Linked DNA regions of Zea mays: region 1 is linked to region 2. The links are chromatin contacts, called in public Hi-C maps. All regions are on one chromosome and are shown on one strand. Each heading gives the region's core, a stretch centred on a gene start, on an enhancer-like site or on the middle of the called end of the contact. The rest is flanking DNA. Distances are from core to core; before and after follow the strand shown.

Region 1 (6,636 bases), core at 762-3,261, 36 kb after region 2:
AATATATAGAACTCGAGACTACAAAATAGTTTCCAACAAGAGAGATCATGTTTTATAAATTTTGGGCAAATCGATATGGGAATCCAACCCTAATAAGCTCTCTAATTTTGGACCCGTTGCGCTCCGTCCTATCTCTGCATCCACGATCCTCACTCGTTAGCACGCCCCTACTCCTCAGTCCTCACCCGCCCCTCACTCAACGGGATTAACCCTGGGTTGACCCCATCCCTTAATTTTTGAGGGATGGTCTCATCCACTATTTTTAAAGAATATTCCTTGACTCTGACTCTGGACCTCTAAACCAAACATGAGTTAAGTTAGAATGATCTCACCTCATCCCTCTCTTCATCCTTCCTCATCCATTCATCCAAACACTACCTAAGTTATCAATCCATGTAAGGACATGTTTATATCCCATGAGCTAAAAATAAGTGAGTAAAGTTTAGAAACCATCAAATAAACAGAAATGACTATCATTTTAATTAGTGACTTTTAGCTTTTTCTGTTTACATCTGTAGCTCGTAAAATGACTAAAATTTAGCTCATTAGAAAAAAAGTGCTTACTTTGGGCTTCTCTACACCCAACAGGCCAAGAGTGCGTTATTTTGGCCTGGGACCCAAAACATGAGTCCAAAAGATAGATAGTACTTCCTCAATTTTAAAATAGCAATCATTTAGCTTATGTATATATTCATGTGGACGACAATAAATTTAGGTAAACATATAGAACACATACATTAACTATTGTATGAATATATAAAAAGATAAAATGAATTTAAATTTGGGATGGAAGGAGTAACAATTAAGCATATTGCTCTAGCTATAATAAGGAGCGGACCCATGTTGGTCTCAGCGAGGGCACAGGCTCCGGCTCAAAATTTGTTAACTATAGTTAGTAGACAAATTTTCACCATTAGTGTCCTATCTCAAGAAAATTAGAGGCCCTCACTCATGTACATGTTCAGCTAAATTTCATATGGGGCTAGAAGTATGCCCCGGCTTAGTTTTTTGGCTGGGTCCGCCCTGGCTATAATGGATTGAATTATATATCAAATTAAAGATCTTCAAATTTAATCTGACAACGAGACACTAAAGTGCATAAGCAATTTATGGTCAACTAGGATAAAGCATTCAAACGACACATCCAGATGCGATAAAGCAATCAGATCGAGCATGCATATGCAACTCACAGCCGACCGATCAAATGGAGAGATCCTCGAGCAGCTCATCGAGCTCATTGTCGTCGGACGGATTCAGCTCAATGCATCCGATAGCCATGGCAAGTTCTTCAATCTCAGCGCAGCTTCGGTCGCTGGCGCTGCCGTCCTGCCCCCGCATCATCTTCATGGCGCTGCCCATAGCTCTCCAGGTCGTGGTTGTTGCAAGAGCTGACGCTGCAGAGGTCGTACCCTAGCACATGCCACATGGTCCCCAGGCTCCAGCTGCCAGCCGATACGCGCGGACGCGCCTTCGCGGAGAAGACGGTGTCGTTCTTGCCAAAGTCCGACGCGCGGGCGACCTGGGCCCATAATGCGATCGGGTCCATCGGGCCGAGCACACCGAGCACGCGATGCTCCAGCTCCAGCTCCATGTTGAGCACGACGTACTCCACGAGCCGGCGGCTGCTGAGCAGGGGCTCAAACCTGTACTGGTCGTACTCCGCCATGCCCATCACGGCGAGGCGCATGCTGATGATGTCGAGTAGCGCGATCCGCCATGCCCATCACGGTCTCCGCGATGGCGTTGCGCGCGCGGAGGCAGTGCGCACAGAATTTGGCCTGGTTCGGCGCTACGATGCCTCAGGTCTGGCAGACGGACGTGAACGCTGCGGCGCCGGCAGCCTGCTGCTCGGGTGTGAAGGAGTAGGGACATGTTTGCCAGACAACGGCGATGGTGGAGATGGTTGGAGAAGAGGAGCTGGCGTCTAGATTACTATGTTCTACCTCTACTTATAAGGTTGCACGGTCCGTGCAAAATAATAGGTCCTGGGCCTTCTTTAAGATATAGGGGCCCAGTTGGCGTTCCAGACTTCGCCGTGTGCTCAGCTCAACTAAGGCCCGTATGTGAGTCAAGAAGCTCGGGATGGAGTCGGGAATCCATTCCTAGGCAGCTGGCCCAAGGCCAGTTTCAGACTTTCAGTTCGCTCTCGTCATGGTTCAGACAGACATTCGAATTCGATGGACCAGCACAGTCTGCAACATAGTACTAGGAACTTTCTTGTTGCAGTTAGAGCGATGAACCGTCTCAACAACAACAACAACAAAAAGGTTAGTACGATGAGACTGTTGACGTTTGAAATATTATATAGACATGATAATTAGATGAGTTGTATTAAAAGTCTTATTATTAGGCTTGATTTTGTTAAGAAACCATACCCTAAGGTTTGGTGGGCTCATACCAAATATAACTCGGAGGGTATCACATCTCTCTATACAAAACTTGTACCATCTCATATGAAATAGAGAATAGAAAGAGACTAGAAGCCCAACCCCACATATTGTCTCTCACGTGTTTCCTATGTCATTCTTCTCGGAAAGGATATAGATCTTCCACAACTTATCGCGCCTGATCTGCTGATGGGAAGAAAAGGAGCGGATCTGTTGATCCACGGTAACGTAGTTCTCAACACGTTATCAGTACGCTCTATCTCGACGTTGCTGCGAGATCATATCTGCATCAACTCTCTATCAAGACGGTAGTTTCTTTGGCCTAGACGAACTGTTCTACGCGACAATCTTCGATTCCTCTACGCAATGGCACGATATGTCATATGCAATTTTTTTCCCAATCTTCTCTTCTCGTTGAAGAGAAACCAAGGCATGCTTAGAACTGTCGCTGCACACGGCCACACGCCGCACCCGAGGCCTTGACCGCGCACCCGCTCTTGAGGCACACATGTCGGGACTATGCCGCGCACGGGCAGTCGTGCCTGTGCCGGAAGGAAGGAGTCCAGCGTGGCATGGACCCTATGAATGACCTCACTGTCGTGGAGAGACTTGAGGTGCTGAGCCTCTCGCCCGGCGAACCACTTCCACCTCGGAGGCTGCGCCGCCCACAGAAGTTTTCGTGCCCGCGCTAGCAAGCACGCCAATGCCGGAGAAGCGCCCGCGATGAGCCCGCGGCGATGAGGGTCAGCCCCTGTTTTTCGTACGTTCTAGAAGACAAGGACATGACCGCGTGCATGGCCGCATGCAGCTAGGGCTCGATATCGAGCCAGCTCGGCTCAGCTCGTTTGAGTTCGAGCTGGCTCGGCTCGTTAAGTTGTCTCGTTTAGCTTGCGAGATAGAATAGAAAAAACAATATATACATAATAATCAATTTCTAGTTAATTCCAAACTATTTTAACAATAGAAAATAGTAATTATACTCATAGTTTCGCATACCACAACAATATAACACCAAATTAACACAACTCATCAATTCACAATTCACACACATATCCATCAGATTAACCCACAATTATATTCGCACAGACCAATTTAACACATAGACAAAGTTCATCAATCATTAGTTTAACTTATAGACCATAGACATCACACATACATATAACATGTTCATCAATTGTTACATATAACTCATTTAAGATACGAGCTGACTCGTTAACAACCAAGCTGACTCATTAATTGTCGGTGTTCCAAGACCGGGGGGTCCCTAAGCTGACGAGTGAATGTCGCCGCGTGCCCCAGCCCATTTGGGTCGACGCGAGGCCGAGCGCGAAGGGGGAAGTGAGGTGGCCGGAGATGGGCGTGAGAGAGGTGGAAATCTCGCGACCTTCGTGTTCGTCCCGCGCCCAGGTCGGGTGCGCTTGCAGTAGGGGGTTACAAGCGTCCACGCGGGAGAGGGAGCGAGCGGCCTCACGCGAGCGCCTGTCTCGTCCTCGTCCCCGCGCGGCCAACCCTCTCTAAGAGGGCCCTGGTCCTTCCTTTTATAGGCGTAAGGAGAGGATCCAGGTGTACAATGGGGGGTGTAGCAGAGTGCTACGTGTCTAGCGGAGGAGAGCTAGCGCCCTAAGTACATGCCGTCGTGGCAGTCGGAGAGATTTTGGCACCCAGCTGGTGTGATGTCGTGGCCGTCGGAGGAGTGCTGGAGCCTGGCGGAGGGACAGCTGTCGGAGCTGTTGAGTCCTTGCTGACGTCCCCTTGCTTCCGTAAGGGGGCTGAGAGCCACCGTCGTCACAGAGTATGCGGGGCGCCATCATTGCCTATCTGGCGGAGCGAGCCAGATGGGACGCCGGTCTTGTTCCCTGTGGCCCGAATCAGCTCGGGGTAGGGTGATGATGGCGCCTCCTGTTGACGTGGCCAGTCTACGCCCTAGGTTGGGCGATGTGGAAGCTCCTCCGAAGCCGAGGTCGAGTCTATCTTCCGTGGCCGAGGTCAAGTCCGAGCCCCTGGGTCGGGCAAGGCGGAGACCGTCGGCTGAGGCCAGGGCGGAGTCCGAGCCCTGGGGTCGGGCGAAGCGGAGTGCGTCGTCTTCCGGGACTTAGCCCGAGTCCGAGCCCTGGGTCGGGCGGAGCGGAGTTCGTCGTCTTCTGGGGCTGAGCCCAAGTCCGAGCCCTGGGTCGGGCGGAGCGGAGTTCGCCGTCTTCCGGGGCTTAGCCCGAGTCCGAGCCCTGGGTCGGGCGGAGCGGAGTTCGCCGTCTTCCGGGGCTGAGCCCAAGTCCGAGCCCTGGGTCGGGCGGAGCGGAGTTCGCCGTCTTCCGGGGCTTAGCCCGAGTCCGAGCCCTGGGTCGGGCGGAGCGGAGCTTCCTATGGTGCCTGCGGCCGGGCCTGACTGCCTGTCAGCCTCACTCTGTCAAGTGGCACCGCAGTCGGAGCGGCGCAGGCGGCGCTGTCTTTCTGTCAGACCGGTCAGTGGAGCGGCGAAGTGAAGGCGGTCACTTCGGCTCTGTCGGCTAGGGGGGCGCGCGTCAGGATAAAGGTGTCAGGCCACCTTTGCATTAAATGCTCCTGCGACTTGGTCGGTCGGTGCGGCGATTTGGTCAGGGTTGCTTCTCAGCGAAGACAGGGCCTCGGGCGAGCCGGAAATATGTTCGCCGCTGGAGGGGGGCCTCGGGCGAGACGGAGATCCTCCGGGGTCGGCTGCCCTTGTCCGAGGCTAGGCTCGGGCGAGGCGTGATCGAGTCCCTCGAATGGACTGATCCCTGACTTAATCGTACCCATCAGGCCTTTGCAGCTTTATGCTGATGGGGGTTACCAGCTGAGAATTAGGAGCCTTGAGGGTACCCCTAATTATGGTCCCCGACAGTAGCCCCCGAGCCTCAAGGGAGTGTTAGCACTCGCTTGGAGGCTTTCGTCGCACTTTTTTGCAAGGGGACCAGCCTTTCTCGGTTGCGTTTTGTTCCGGCGGGTGCGCGCGAGCGCACCCGCCGGGTGTAGCCCCCGAGGCCTCGGAGGAGTGGTTTGACTCCTCCGAGGTCTTAATGCCTCGCGCAATGCTTCGGCTGGTCTGGTCGTTCCCTCATGCGAGCTGGCCGTAGCCCGGGTGTACGGTCGGGTCCCAAGTTCTCGGGCTGGTATGTTGACGCTGTCAACGGTTCGGCCGGAGCCGGGTTTGCGAGAGCAGCCCCCGAGCCTCTGCACAGGGCGAGAGGGCGATCAGGGACAGACTCGACTTTTTTTACATACGCCCCTGTGTCGCCTTTCCGCAAGGAGGAGGGGGGGAAAGCGCCATGTTGCCCTTGATGGGCGCCGAACATGGTGTCTCCGGTGAGCTGCAGGCGGGTAATCCGAGTGGACGTCCGTGCCCCGTTCGTTAGGGGTCGGCTAGGGGCCCAGAGGCGCGACCAAAAGTACCTGTGGGTGATCTGCCGGACCCGGTCCCCTGGCGACGGGGTCCGAGGGCTCGATGCCTCCCTCCGATGGGATTCCGTTACAAGATCGTTCCCGCTGGTCTCGGAAATGTCCTAGGGTACCTCGAGAGCGCAGCCCGAGCCTTGGTTATGTATCGAACGTACCCATGGTCATCCCTCGCTCTGTGTCTGAGGCGGCTGTGAACCCTTCGGGGGCCAGCCTTCGAACCCCTGATCAGTAGTGGGCGCGGAGCCCGAGTAGCCTGAGGCGGTCGTTGAACCCTTCCGAGGGGCTGGCCTTCGAACCTCTGACCAGTAGTGGGTGTAGAGCCCACGCGATCTGAGGCGGCCGTCGAACCCTTCCGAGGGGCCAGCCTTCGAACCTCTGATCAGTAGGGAGGCTCGAAGCCTGGTTCCTTCACGGAGAAGGATCCTTTTCGGGGTATCCCCCTTTCCCGGTCCCTGTTGCAAGAGAGAGAAAGAGGAAAAAAGGAAAATGATACGAAATCGAACGACGCGGCGTACCTTTTTTGACGCGGTCATTATGGCGAAGGCGAAACGTCGCTCGCTTCTCCTGCCAGAGGCGCCGCCTGTCCCGCCACGGAGTTAATGCGACGGGGCGAGTGGTTCGCGGGGCGGCCGTTGCGCGTGCGCGAGCCGTTCGAGGAACGGAACACGGGCGCGTTGTCTTCACGCCGTGAGAGAGGGTTCTCTCGTCGCCCCCGGATGGGACGTAGGCTTGGCTAGCGACGTGACCGCTGCTCCTGCCCGCCTGCCACCGCCATTACTGCCGGCCCATTTTTGGCCGCATTGACCGTCGCGCCAGGCTGGCGCCGCTGGGTCGTGCT
Region 2 (6,889 bases), core at 118-2,617:
TTGATTAATTATTTGAGAGTTTGAGACCTTGTAGTCCTCGTGCTCCTCGAAGAACATCTTCCACAAGAAGGAGCGGAACGGAGCGATGCCGGTACCCGTTGCGAGCTGATGAACACATCAGGATTTACCAGTGCGAGATGATAAGCGGTTTCATGGAGGGATAGCTAGCTAGATGGATGGATGAGCTGACTCTAACTCTACTCACCATGATGATTGTTGCGTTGGGGTCTTTGGGCATGAGCATCTCCTTGCCCACTGGCCCTGTGATCTTCACCTCAGCGCCTGGCTTCAAGTCACCTGCATTAGTATGTATATATATGCTTAGTATATAATATATTAGTCTGCATGGAAGAACTGAGACATGGCGGAAATTAAAGCTAGACAACTGACAGAGGAAGTTCGAGCAGACTCCTTTGACGACCTCCCCCTGATCGTTGGTGTAGACCAGCCTCTTCACGCACAGCGACACCTGCACATCAACAAAAGTTGCCATAGCTATCTTAATGGTGATACATACATATAATTAATTAATTAATTTGTATTAATCATTGGCTCACCGTCTTGGAGTCGCCGAAATCTCCGAGGGCGCTGCTGGCGATGGAGTAGAGCCTGAGCTTGTGCGGCTTGCCGTTCTTGTCCTCGCCATCCGCGATGACGCCGATGGACTGGCCCTCTCTGTAGGGGACCTCGCCTGCATGCACGACCACCCAATACATCACCTTACCTTATCCTAACTAACACTAGATTACTGCTACTAATTAGGTAAGCTACCTACCTTCTGTGCTGAAGACCATGTGCCACGTCTCCCCGGGCGCTTGGTCGCCGGTGATCCTGGTGTTGAGCAGGCACCTCCCGACGTACGGCTCCTTGGGCTTGTACTTGTTGGTGACGAGCCCCTCCTCCTGCTTCTTGGACACCTTCTCCAGCTTCTTGACCGGCTCCGCCTCCGCGGTCTCGGTGGTGGACACCTGCACGCGCAGCCGCACCGCGCGCGGGCCGCCGTGCCGCCGCGGGAACTGGAGGTGGCCGCATGGAGACGACGGGGACGCGGACGCGGACGCCTTGGCCTTGGCGGCGGCAGGGGAGGAGGAGGAGGAGGGCAGAGAGACGGCCGCCGCGGTCACGGCAGCCATGGCTGTGGGTGGGGTCGAATGGAGCGCTAGTGGACCAGATTACAGAGCCGCCGTAGCAAAGATAGCTAGCTAGCTACTGTGGTGCAGGTGCAGTAGAGGAGGGAGAGGATGGGATTTGTATCGGCGGCATGCAGTGCAGTACTGCTGCTCGATCCGAAGAAGAGAGGCGAGGCGAAGGGGCGAGGGAGGGGATGAGTGGAAGAGAGACGAGGTGGGGAGAGCGAGTGGCTGCTGCCCACTCACTGCCTGTGTCTGTCTCTCTCTCTCTCCCCCCTCTTTGACAGCTTAGCAGTGCTCCAGGCCAATGAGGCGGCGCTACGTGGCCATGTACGCTGCTGTCGTGGACTCTAGCAAACGCAGGGAAAAAAGGGTTTACAGGGTCGGGTCGGTTGGGTACGATACGAGACAGGCGGCGACGGCGATGTATGCAACGCCCCAACGGGAATTGACGGGGACAGGGTATCTGGACTGATCCTTATAAATATCGGTTTTTTGTTAAAACTTTTTGAAAGAAAATTTAAAGCTAGTTTTAACTGTGTTTTTATTCTTATAAATATCATCTGTTTCATTGTGTCAAGATCTGTTGTGATAAAAGCTCGTTTGATTTCTTTAGTCGAGTCTCGACTAAAGTTTAGGGTCTATTTAGATCAATGGTGCTAAAGTTTAGCACTATACTTTTTAACTAAATTTGGCACTCGGTCATCCAAAAAATAACTGCTAAAAGTGAAGATAAACTTGAGCATCCAATAATAACAGTTTAAGTTTCTCAAGATGTGCTAAATTTCAGCATTTTGCTAAAGTTTAGCACATGAGATCTAAACAGACCTTAGTTTTTATCATGTTTGATTTTAGGGACTAAAAACATTCAATACACATTAAACGAGACTAAGGACTAGGGACTACAACAGTTTTTTCCGTTTTATTTCCACTCTTTGTCAATTTAGGGATTAAATAAGACTAAAATAGATGGACTAATACTTAGTTCCTAGGACCAAACAAACCCTAATAGGGTGTTTGGTTTGAGGAATAAGCTAGTCCATTATCTTCTCACTCTTCAATATTTTTGTTAGATTTGTGGATTGGAATAAGTTGATCCATCACCACCTCATTACTCATAGTTAGTTAGTTAGTACTAATATGGGGAATGAGGTTATCCCACTAAATTTGAGGAATAAACCCATAATGCACTATCTTAATTTGGATATAATGATTCATTAAACTAAACACCCCTTAAATCTACCTTGTCGCGCCAGATAGATTGACGCGATAGACATACCTCGATACCGGAGAGGATGCGAGAGGATTGGGTGTGTTATGTATGTATTGCAAGAGGAGAGGAGACGAGTGGAAGAGAGACGAGGTGAGCAGCAAGTGGCTGGGTCGGCTACAAGACAGACATCTTTGGCGATTTGAGAATCACATGCATGCGCTCCGCCAGGCAACTAGAAACCGGTTTTTCTTGAAAGTGGAGTGGACCCAGCAGCGCATCAAAACCGTTTTTTCTTTCTTTCTTTTTGAGACCCTGCCGCCCGGTCCGCCCAGTTGCCGGCTCCCGGTCCCGTCCAGGCCACAAACATGCAACGCAACGCAACGCAACTCAGCACTTTTCATCTAAAATTGCTTTTGATGTATTCATGTATTAGTTGTACATGCATGCTGTTCGAACCAAAAAAGAGAGTTGCGGACGGTCCGGCCCTGAGGCCGGACGGTCCGCGGTCTGGACAGTCCGCGCCTGTGGGCCGGACGGTCCGCACGTGCGCAGAACAGATTAGGGTTCCGAGTTTTGTGCTACGGTTGTTAGCTATATTCGCGGGATTAGCTCGGAATCAGTTGTGTAAAGGGTCTAGCCCCCCTCCTCTATAAATAGAGAGGTCTACGGCCGATTTGGAATAATCAACAATCGAATCAATACAACTTTCATTCGCATTTTATCCTAGGAGTAGTTCTAGTCTAGTTTAGGTTTAGCCACTCGATCCCCAAATTCTCCGTCTCTCCTCGACTCTACGTCGATTAGAGGAGTCTAGGTCGGCCTGCCCGAGCCTAGACACCACCTAGGATCTCTACTCCCCGACGGGGTCCCTCCCGGGAGCGAGATCCAGGCGCCGTCGGCGATCTTCCGCCGTCCCTGCGTACGTGCGGACCGTCCGGCCCCAGGGCGCGGACCGTCCGGCCGTCAGGCAGAAGTCCCAGCAGCGCACCAGGCCGCGGACCGTCCGGCCCCAGGCCGCGGACAGTCCGCCCTTGCGCAGAGAGCACCACCGCGCCTCGCACCAGGCCGCGGACCGTCCGGCCCCTGCGCGCGGACCGTCCGCCCCTGTGCAGAGGGCACCGCCACGGTTCTTGTTGAGTGTTTGGCGCTCCGAAAAGGCGTCAATATACTTTTTGGCGACTCCGCTGGGGACAAAACATCTAAGCCCATCAAATCGGCCCTCAATGGCCGGTTCAAGGGAAAGCTCTGATATTTCTCCAAGCAACATCATAGAGCCGACTTGGGAAACCTTGCCGGCTGACGAGCAGCTCCAGTTCGAAGAGCACAAGGAGCAGATGATCCAGGAGGCGAAAGCGAAGTTCTTGGCCAACTTCAAAGTGGACAGGAACAACAAGGTCGTCCGACATCGGGCGACGGATCCGGCTTCGCTCCAACCCACGCCAGATATCCCCAATGTAAGTAATACCAACGATCTGCAATCTCTTAGAAATTATGTAGAAGATCAGCGTGAACAAATGCAGAACATCATAGGGGGTATGCAAAGCGATCTTAAGAGACTAGTACGTGCATTTGATAAATCTAGTACCGCAAATTTTCCTTCGCACGAGGTTGAGTTAGGAGATAACGCGTGTAACACATCGGCTACAGGTTGTCACGACCAGTCACAACCCCTTTATGGGATGCCGATGGACACATACCCTAAGCAACCGCAAATCGGCAGCAAATCAGCCGATCTGCACATGCCCGGACCGTCCGCACGTGAGCGCGGACCGTCCGGGCCAGCAACAGTCGGGCCTATTTTTAATGAGTTACCTAGATATGCGCCCGAGCCACCACACACGGCACAGAACCCAAACTACCCAGTCGGACCATCCGCGTACAACGACGGACGGTCCGCACATAATCACGGACGGTACGGGCCAATGACCGGACAGTCCGCATACGACCTTTTTAAGGAGGATTGCTACCTGAATCCTCACCCGTCCCAGCAACACTTCCCATCGCACTATACAATGCATCAACCTATTAATTCGAGATCTAGAACCCAGGAAAACTTTCCGGCCCCACCTAGAAGGCCGGAAAGGAACGATCAAACATACGAACCATATAGGGCAAGTGGCAATGCACCACGTAACTCAAACCAATGGGGGGAAAGACAGCATGCTAATATCCAGCCAACCCCACCTATGTTTGACCAGAGAGCCGGTGGTCTCGCACCGGCTGCCATTGATATAGTAAGGGAAGAAATAGCCGGGGCGTTCCGAGATAAGCTCGGAGTAAGCATGGTCCCTGGGGGGCAATCATATCGGAAACCTTATGACAGCCGATTTGATCACCACCCATACCCACAGGGAACCAGGATACCCGAATTCGCAAAGTTTTCGGGTGATCAAGGGAAAAACACACGCGAACATATAGGCCAGTTCTTAGCACAATTGGGAGAATTGGCCGACACAGAGGCATTTCGCGTGCGTTTATTTTCATTATCGCTAACAGGAACCGCGTTTGCATGGTATGCCACTTTACCTCCTAATTCCATTTCATCATGGGGGGATCTAGAACAAAAATTTCATGATCATTTTTTCTCCGGTGACTATGAGTTGGATTTAGTAGATTTAGTGTCGTTGCGACAGACAAAAGATGAATCGGTTAATGATTACATCCGGAGATTCCGAGATACAAGAAACCGATGCTTTCAAATTCATTTAGCAGAGAAACAGCTAGTAGGATTAGCCTTTAATGGTCTGCGATATTATTTAAAAGAAAGATTAGAAGGCATCCAATTCTTTACACTAGCACAATTACACCAGAGAGCTTTGGCTTGTGAAAGCCGAAGCAAAGAAACTGCTAAAACAACTCGTCACAACGTACATGTAGTAGAATGCGACCAAAGTAGCTCAGAAGACGAATCAGCAGAGGTGTATGCTGCTGAAATGGTTTGGCCAAAGCAGGCCAAATCTTCGGCTTGTGCCTCCTTACAGCCGGTTCAAAAGAAACGGCAAGAGGAGGTTAAGTTTACATTTAATGTTGGTAAGTGTGATAGAATATTTGATGAATTACTTAAAAATGGCAACATTAAAATAAATCACACTGTTCCATCCGCCGACGAGCTAAAACGTCGTGCATATTGCAAGTGGCATAACTCATTTTCTCATGCCACTAATGATTGTAATGTATTCCGTCGACAGATTCAATCGGCCATTAATGAAGGACGATTGAAATTTCAGGAAATGCAGGTGGATACAGAGCCCTTTTCCGATGAACATGATTGACTTCGAGGGCAAGAAAGTCCTAGTTCGGCCAAACACAGCCGATAAAGACAAAGGCAAAGAGATAATCATCGGCAATGCTAAAGAGGCCGATGGGGATCGTAAAGTTTCTTGCAGGAAAGTGGTGGCCGAGAAGACTCCCGATGGAGGGGAGACCCTAAAGGTGACCATCACAGCCTCCAGTACTGGGGGGCAAGCGCAGACAGGGAGACAGATGCAGGAGCCCGTACTGCGTATCCCGGACGGTCCGGCACGTAGGCGCGGACGGTCCGGGACCCCACCGGACGGTCCGGAGAGCTACGGCGGACGGTCCGGCCGTACTCAGGATTCACAACGTCCACGTACTTTCAAACCACGACGACCAGAGATAGGTACGTGGAAAACAAATACATTCAAAGCAGCTGGTCGGTTGGTTAAAGCCGGCCCAACTTTTGATCAATTATTGTCTAAATACGTAAAAAAGAAGGCCGGCCCCAGTGACCGGCCAGCAAAGCGACCCCGCTCACCTATTCATGAGCAGCGTCAGGTCAGGCCGATTAGACCACCCCACCAATCGGAAGAAATGAAAGGTCATACTGTACAAGTGAGACCTAACGTACCTGCATGGACACCTCCACCTCCATATCCACCTATGCCATATCCATACACATATTTACCTCCGCCATGTGTCCCAAATCAAATGTGGGGCATGCCACCATATCCATTTGGGATGCCTCAGTACCCCGCCTAGGGGCACCCCAAACATCTGTTTTTGACAGGTTGACGCCACCAGTACAAGACCGATTGAGCACTGCTCAATCCGGTCACCAGGCACAAACCCAACAGGATTGCCGGACTACTCGGCCTTCCAGGCCGACCAATCCGGCAGGGGGGCATATGCCTGCAGCAACTCAAAAAACAACAAAAAAGGACATCATCAAAATAGGCACTGCAGATGTTGTCATACAGGGAGACAATAAAGGGCCGATGATTTTCGGCGAATCGGCCAACACAACCGAAAAGGATACGGCTACCATCAAAACAGCCGATCCAAAATACTCCATGCCTCGATGGTGCCCAGCGGGATTGACACGATCCCAAAAGAGAAAATTACAACGATTAAGAGCAAAGGAGAGCCAGGAGAAGGAGGCGGAAAAGACATTTAATGACACACATCCACTATACCCGCCACCACAAAAGAAATGGAGACCGAAGGCCGTTGAGAAAAAACAAACGGCCACAGAAATAGAAAGTCAATCTGCACCAGACGCGGACCGTCCGGCCCCTGCTTGCGGGCC

What was found. Hi-C and Micro-C count contacts between places; a contact is called where the count stands out from the background.
Region 1: a contact with region 2 is called in a Hi-C map of leaf, with 6 times the contacts expected there. The contact joins the enhancer-like site here to the promoter of LOC541626 in region 2. A contact is called at or near these places in 6 of 25 Hi-C or Micro-C datasets (bundle sheath, ear, leaf and 1 more).

Annotation. Positions count from the first base shown.
Region 1 is chr3:149,393,645-149,400,280 of Zm-B73-REFERENCE-NAM-5.0, forward strand. No RefSeq gene overlaps it. Among protein-coding and RNA genes, the nearest start is that of LOC541626, 38 kb to the left of the region's middle. Within about 2 kb of position 2,012, at least 15 of the 20 cell types and tissues checked have an H3K27ac peak or open chromatin away from gene starts, as enhancers often do. A contact at or near this core is called in bundle sheath, ear, leaf and 1 more, where this site is marked.
Region 2 is chr3:149,357,969-149,364,857 of Zm-B73-REFERENCE-NAM-5.0, forward strand. It overlaps LOC541626 (ferredoxin), which reads right to left and starts at 1,368. Exons shown (of 7, transcript NM_001111381.1): 1 at 776-1,368; 2 at 558-691; 3 at 391-469; 4 at 206-297; 5 at 28-105. The coding sequence starts at 1,133.